2 separate regions of the Gossypium hirsutum genome follow, and region 2 is linked to region 1. A link is a contact called in public Hi-C data. All regions are on one chromosome and are shown on one strand. The core of a region is the stretch at or near the end of the contact, and the rest is flanking DNA. Distances in the headings are between cores, read along the strand shown. Region 1 holds the start of LOC107897551 (trans-resveratrol di-O-methyltransferase). Region 2 holds the start of LOC107895769 (divinyl chlorophyllide a 8-vinyl-reductase, chloroplastic).

Region 1 (3,634 bases), core at 597-3,096:
AAGTACATAATTGGGTGACCAGTTTAAAAAATTTATAGTTGGATGACAAAAAAAAATGACTCTAATTAGATAAAACAAATTTACTTTTTCTTTCATTTGTTTTCCTACTATTATTCGAATTTTAAAACTTTTATAATAATTTAACTCCTTGTGTGCATATTGTAGTGCTTGTATAAAATGGTGGGTTTAAATGGACTGGTGTGTTTATTAGCAGTTAGTATAAAAACAATGGTAGCGGTGAGATTAGATACCATAGCGTGAGGCAAAAAATAAATTAAATGCACCGCATCTCACTGCACATCCAAACTCACGGTTAACAATCAACAAAAGAATTTATATTATGAAATAATAGTAGGAAAATTATTATTAATAGAGATATAAGTAGTGACAACAATAAGAGAAAAAGTTCAATCAGAGTATGTAGCTTTGTTATCATTATTCATAAACCTCAATGAGAGATTTTAAACCAACAATAGGAGTAAAGTAGGGCAATTATACCCTTCTAACTATAGCTCTGTTATCATTATTCATAAGGCAAGAATCGAAGATTCTTAGGGGTAAACCTCAATGAGAGATTTTAAACCAACAATAGGAGTAATTTTGTGGTAACTAAAACCAGCTGCTAAAAACTTCTTCCATTCTTCTTCAAGCCTTTCTTTTCCATTCACCAACACCAACATCTCCATGTCGGCGAAGAGCTTTGTTTCACTTGATTTAAACACCTGATCATCATCCTCCCTCAAAACCATCTCTATTATAATCACCTTCCCTCCTACATTATCTCGGCTTGAAATGGCCTCTTTACATCGCTTTAGGATCGTCACGGATTCTTCATCATTCCAGTCGTGAAATACATTCTGCTCAAATACATAAATTATTAACTAAGCCAAATACTGTGATTACATTTACAGTTTAATTTTTGAATTAATATGTGCAACTAAATTTGTTGTGCATTATTTATAATAGTGAAAATATCATGAAAAAGATGAATGAGAATAAAGATAGTAAAAGTTAACCTTTAATAAAATCGCATCTGCAGTTGGAAACGTCTTGAACATATCACCTCCAACATATTTCAAGTTCTTACTACCCTGCAGGCCAGCAACAACATAAGGAAGATCAAACACAATGCACTCCAAGTGTGGAAATACATCAGCAATGGCCTTGGCCACGATTCCTATGCCACCCCCAACATCTACAAGGGAGTTCAATCCCTCAAACACCCCTTTACACTTGTCAACCAAAAAACTAGAAATCAATCGAGAATCACAAGCTTGGCTTTCATTAAACAAGTCATTTAATTGTGGATCTTGGCTACAATAATCCCACAATATCTTCCCATGTGCGGTTTCAAATGGGGTACGATCATCATTTTGAAACCAAGCCGCTAAAAAATTCCAAGGCTTTGTGAAAATAGGATCTATAGTCGCTTTCAAAGAAGGTGTTATGCTCAAAGGATTATTCTTGAGCAACAAACGAGAAGAGTTGGTAAGAACATAACCTTCTTTTTGGGCATCACCGTCTAACTGTTGATGTGCAAAGAAGCCCGAATGAACTAGAATGCGCATGAGCCCATAAATGTGACATGCTTTGGTAGAGTTGAGCATCGGTAGTGCAGCCAACAGCTCAGTAATTGTCATGGGCTTGCCATGGTTTTGAATAACATTTGGGATACCTAAATCAACTGCACATTTTAGAGACATGGAACTTATGAATATAAAAACATGGTTGCAAACGTGAGCATGTGCTTGAACTAGCTCATTATCAAGCTCCCCATTGGCATTGCCCATATCTATCTTAGCTAAGTTTTTTTTTTATATTGATTAGCTAAGTTTTTTTTTTGCTTTGAGTTAACATACCACTAAATATGCTATTTATAGACTATGATAGCTTGGAAGTAAAATTTGCAAATTGAAAAGTATAACCAAACTTGTTTTTATTACTTTAATAAAAATATTTATTAAAAAAATATTTTTTCTCAAATAAAATTAAAGATTAATTAAAAAAATATTTTTTACTTCAAATTTATAATTATTATATTTATTCTAATAATTTATTTATTAGTATCTTAATTATAGTTAATTTTTAATATTGACGTGTCACAACACATGGTAAAAACACAAAAAAAGTGATTTTTTTTTGAAATAAAAATCTTAAAAATATTATGGAATTATGAAATTAATTTAAGAATTAAAAAAATATTTCGAAAAAATTGGAGGGTGTTTACAAATTAAGCTATTGTTATTGAGAGAAAAATTTAAATGTAAAAAGCATACGTGTCATGAAAGAAGTTTTTACATTGTTGAATTCAGGGTGCTTTTGAGTTTTGACCGGGAACGAATCTTTTTAACTGTGGTTGTCATCAAGTAACCAATTCAATTTCTTTGAATAAATTAAATGAATCAATTGTTTGAATGCATGAATTCAGGCTGCGTCATGAATGAATTTGTAGTATAATAGAATGCACTTCACCAACTACTAGGGGGCTCCACTGTGTCTTGGCCTGCACAAGTGTTCCAACACCTAAAAGTAGGCTTTTTTTTTCTCATCTAATATTACATTTTATAATATTAAATTCGAAAATGAGTTGGATGTGGATTATTTAATAGAATGATATGAATTGGTTGGTGGAAGGTGGTGCATAAGTGATACTATCCTTGTTAAAAAAAATATGTTGGTAATGATAATATATATAGTAAAGAAAAGAGAAATAAAAATAAAGAATATATAGATTTTACGTGAAAATTCTTTTGAAAAAAAACCACAGGCAGAGGAGAAGAAAATTTACTATACTGAATTCGAATAATTACAAGAGGAATAAACTATGTCTATTTATAGACTTCTAAAATCATATTCTAATAGGAGTGTAGTAAGATTAAAACACCTTATTCTAATCAATATCAAATAGATATAGTTTAATAAGGTTTAAAAAAAACTTATTCTAAAATAAAATAAAAGAAGTGTAATTCTATATGGATTTATAAAATAAAAGAAGTGTAATTCTATATGGATTTTACTTTTATTTTATTTTACCACTATATTTTATTTAAATAAGGATTCAGGTTACTTAATTCTAATAATCTCCACTAGGGGTGTGCAAAATTCGGGTAAAACCGAAAAATTCGGTTAACCGACCGAATTCAGTTAATCAGTCGGTTAACCGAATTAATTCAGTTGGGGGTCGGTTAAAATTTTTTTGAGTTTTCAGTTAACGGTTAATTCGGTTTGAAAAAAATTAGGTTAACTGGAAAAAATTAATAAAAAATTATAATATATAAATAGCCCACTATTCACTCAAACCCAATCCAACATAAACTCAAATACCCAATCTAATATATATTAACCCAAGTACCCAACCCAATTCAATCATAAAAATTACAAATAATTTAATAAATAAATAAAATCTAAAACTAAAAATAAAAATAAAAAAATATAATTTTATACAAATAATTCGGTTAATTCGGTTAATTTTATACTTATTTTAACCAAAAATTAAAAAAACATATAATTTTCGGTTAATTTGGTTAACCGACCGAATTAACCGAAAAATTTTCGGTTCGGTTAATTTTTTTGAAAAAATTTTGGTACAGTTAACGGTTAAAAAATTTGAAAGGTTGGTTAATTTGGTTAATGT
Region 2 (3,572 bases), core at 836-3,335, 240 kb after region 1:
CCGTTAAAGATTTTATTAATTCACTATATGAATAACTAGCTTTCAATAACAATGTATATTCTTTAAATCCTCTATATTTTACTTAAGGTAAGATAAGAAACTTTTTTTATCTTTTTATAATGGCTAAGATAGAGCCACCGTAATTTTATGGCTCAACTAGAAAACATTTCCCTTGTACAAAGGTAAGGGTGTTTGGTTTAAACAAAAGAACTATCTTTAAAGTAGGTGTTTACAATGTGTAAGAATGATGCTCTCTAAAATATTTATAAGAGAAAGATAAAAAAACATGCACTAAAGTGATTTCTTTTGATTGTGTGTCTCTTGCTTCTTGGAGTGTTCTTCCTTCTTGATTTCCTTTGAATATCATCTTCCATTTAGAAAATACACAAAATTTTCATGTTTTTATGATGGTACAGATAGAAGTAAAAGATCATTCATGTTGCACACAATTAAGACAATAGAAACAATTCTTTATATTCCATAACAATGGCAGTTTCCAAGGTAAAATCTTTACAAATACAATGTGGGATTCACTAGTTTTAGATGTTTTTTAAGGTTAGGGAAAGCTGCTTATACCTCAAGTCATGTTCTAATACAAAACTGGTTCATTCAATGAAGCAATCAGCTTTCAAAAGATGGATTGTTCACCTAATTCCTGACCAGCCATCCCTTCCCTCAGCACTCTCGCGAAGAACTCTTCCAACGTATTGGTTCCATAGCTTGGTGTTTTCTCGGCACTGTATTCTCCGGTTTCGGGATCCAAAATCAACATACTTTCGGCAGCGTAATATCTCCCGATTTTACCGAACTCGGCGGCATCTTCCATTGAAGGGAAGATCTTAACAAGGAAGTCGAGAATCCCAATGGCAAAGTCCATGATCCCAATAGGCACTTTCAAGAACTTTGGTTCCTTCCCTACAAGCTTAAACAACATCTCCCCTTGCTCCAGTGGTGTCAATGCCTTCCCCGGACCGCCTATCGGCAAAATCTGATTAATCTTATCCTCTTTCAAAACACAATCTGAAATGAAGGAAGCCAAATCTTGTTCACTAATTGGCTTACAAGCACATAATTTGCCATCACCAAACATCACATAAGGCTTTCCATCTTTCACTAAGTCAACTTGACCCCCTAAACTCTTAAAGAATGCAGTTGGCCTAACAATACTGTAAGTAAACCCGTCATCTCCTTCGGCTTCTTTCATCAATTCGGCCTCAAATTTCAGCTTAGCTCGCTGGAATTCGAGGAGGGGTTTTTGGACACAAATGGCAGATAGCAACACAAAATGTGAAGCCCCAAATTTCTTACCAGCGACAAGGCTGTTCTTTGTAGCTTCGTAATCAATTTTCCATGAATCCTTAACACCACCAGTACGGCTAGCAAGACAAGAGACAACAACATCAATGGGAAACCCTAAATTTTTCACAGAATTCTCCAAAATGTCGAAATTGGTGACATCAGAGAAACATACATTAGCTCCATTTAAATCACTCAAAGTATCTTCCTTGCTGTTTTTGCCTCTAATCCCACTTCTTTCCCTAGCAATGGCTATAACATTAAACCCTCTATTGACCAACTCTTTCACCACAAATTTCCCCATATAACCGGTAGAACCCACCACCAAAACATTGATGTCTTTTGGGTTCTTGTTTCTAAATGAAGCTGATACAGCTGTTTCAACAGGCTTTGTTGCTAAAGCTTTAACAAGTTTAAACCTTTCTACATTAAAGGGTATTGATTTTGAAGTAAAACTAGCTGGTTTTACCTGGATTTGATTGATGAACTGAGAACTGAAACGTGTTTTGTGAGTTCGGGACTTTGGTGAGTGAACAGTGAAGGCATTGAAAGATAAACAAAGTGACATTTTCTTTTACCTAAGAAGAGAAATCTGGGGAAACTGGTCTTTGTCACTCAAAATTAAAGACAGAAAGGGAAAGAAAATGTGGGAACATTTGAGGTGAATGATGAACAAGATTGGAGGTTTCCATGGCCAGTAAAGTTCCTCCAGCTAAAAGAAAAATCTAATGAAGATTGGTGGTGGATAACATTGATGATAGCCCCAGCTGATAAAAGAATTATATAGAATTGCTCGTTTTCTCCATAGATAGTGATAAATATTAATTTCATCCCCCTAACTTTTCAAACTTTCTTTCTTAGTCCCTGGGCCCAATGGGCTGTCTGTGGCCAAGAAATGAAAAGGCCTTTTTATATATGTATATGTAGTGTTATAAATATTAGGCCCAAAAAGACCATTTGAGCCCAGGGACAAATCTTGTAGTTGAAAGCTGAAACGACGCTGTTTCATTCATATTGTTATTATAGGAGTCAATAATAGGTATAACTATCTGATTCTTAACTTCAATATTCACTTGAAGAAGAAAACAAATTCCCATACCAAAAATAAAATTATTTTATCAATCATTAATTTTTATTTTTCAGTTTTAGCCGATAACAAAAAAACCATGAATGAATCTGATTATACATACAGTTCAATCCCAAACGATGTAGCTCTCAAAATTGCTTCTTCCCTTGAGGTAATTTGCTTCCTCTTCATTTCCATCCTTTCTTTTCTTCTTTCTGGGTATCGGTGGAATCTAAACATGGTTTCCGGGTCGTCTGGTTTTTAGGTGACTGATCTTTCCTGCTTGAGTTGTTGTTCTCGGGTGTGGAGGGATTTATGGGGCTCCGATTGTTTATGGGAACCCTTATTTAAACAAAGATGGCCTCTTTTATATGAAGATGTCTTGAAAGTCCCCGACTTCAAGGTGTTTTTTTTTTAAGTTTTATTTATGGTAATTTAGCTTTGGAATTGTTGGTTTTGGCTTAATTGCAATGGGTGTTTCGAGTTCTTTTGCGGTTTATCATTCAAGTTGAAACTGTTAGTGTTGAAGTAAATAAATGTAATTAAATATGTTAGGCAAATTCAATTGTTTGTATTGATATGAAAATTGTTGAGAAAAAAAAATTAAAAATGATGCTAGGGTTGGAGGGGATTTTACATAAAGCAGCACAAGGAGATGAAGGATCAAGCTGATTCGGTTATTAAATTTGTAGAAAATTGTTTGCAATCCGAATCAATCCAGGTCAACGACTATCTGAAAGCGATTGAATGCCAGAAATTGATGGGGTTCGGGTTTAAAGATGTTCAAATGTTGCTGCTCAAACCAAAGCTGAATGTTTTGCTTAACCTGGTTGGACTTCATTACTGCCTTAACATCCTTAAAGTGCCGGTAACTTTTCATGCTTTATGTATTTTTCATGCATTTTTTTCTTGTATGCTTGTTTTGTTTACATCGTGGAATTAGTGTTCTTAGATGGTCACAAGCGCAGCTGAAAGCTAAACCAGCGTGGCTGCTTTTAGATAATGGTTTCTCTATAGATTTTGAATCTGTATTTCTAGATATGTTAATGCTACACATGTTAGAACTAAAAAAATTATGAATGATACCAAGCAGGCTTCGGATGTCATGGAAGCGCTCAAGAGTAGCAACATTAAAAACCGCCAAATTTGTATCAAATGGTGGAAGCTCGGCAGATGGTTCTATGGATTCCGTATGCGGGATGAATTCCAT

The links. A called contact is a pair of places that touch in the nucleus more often than the background predicts.
Region 2: a contact with region 1 is called in a Hi-C map of leaf, with 2.1 times the contacts expected there. The contact joins the promoter of LOC107895769 here to the promoter of LOC107897551 in region 1. A contact is called at or near these places in 2 of 34 Hi-C or Micro-C datasets (both in leaf).

The regions. Positions count from the first base shown.
Region 1 is chrA10:21,857,199-21,860,832 of Gossypium_hirsutum_v2.1, forward strand. LOC107897551 (trans-resveratrol di-O-methyltransferase) reads right to left here and starts at 1,847. Exons shown (of 2, transcript XM_016823039.2): 1 at 1,017-1,847; 2 at 407-857. The coding sequence starts at 1,790. The coding sequence ends at 552.
Region 2 is chrA10:22,100,758-22,104,329 of Gossypium_hirsutum_v2.1, forward strand. It overlaps LOC107895769 (divinyl chlorophyllide a 8-vinyl-reductase, chloroplastic), which reads right to left and starts at 2,086. Exons shown (of 1, transcript XM_041078985.1): 1 at 450-2,086. The coding sequence starts at 1,864. The coding sequence ends at 629. LOC107897549 reads left to right here and starts at 2,315. Exons shown (of 4, transcript XM_016823036.2): 1 at 2,315-2,534; 2 at 2,628-2,765; 3 at 2,982-3,230; 4 at 3,456-3,572. The coding sequence starts at 2,463.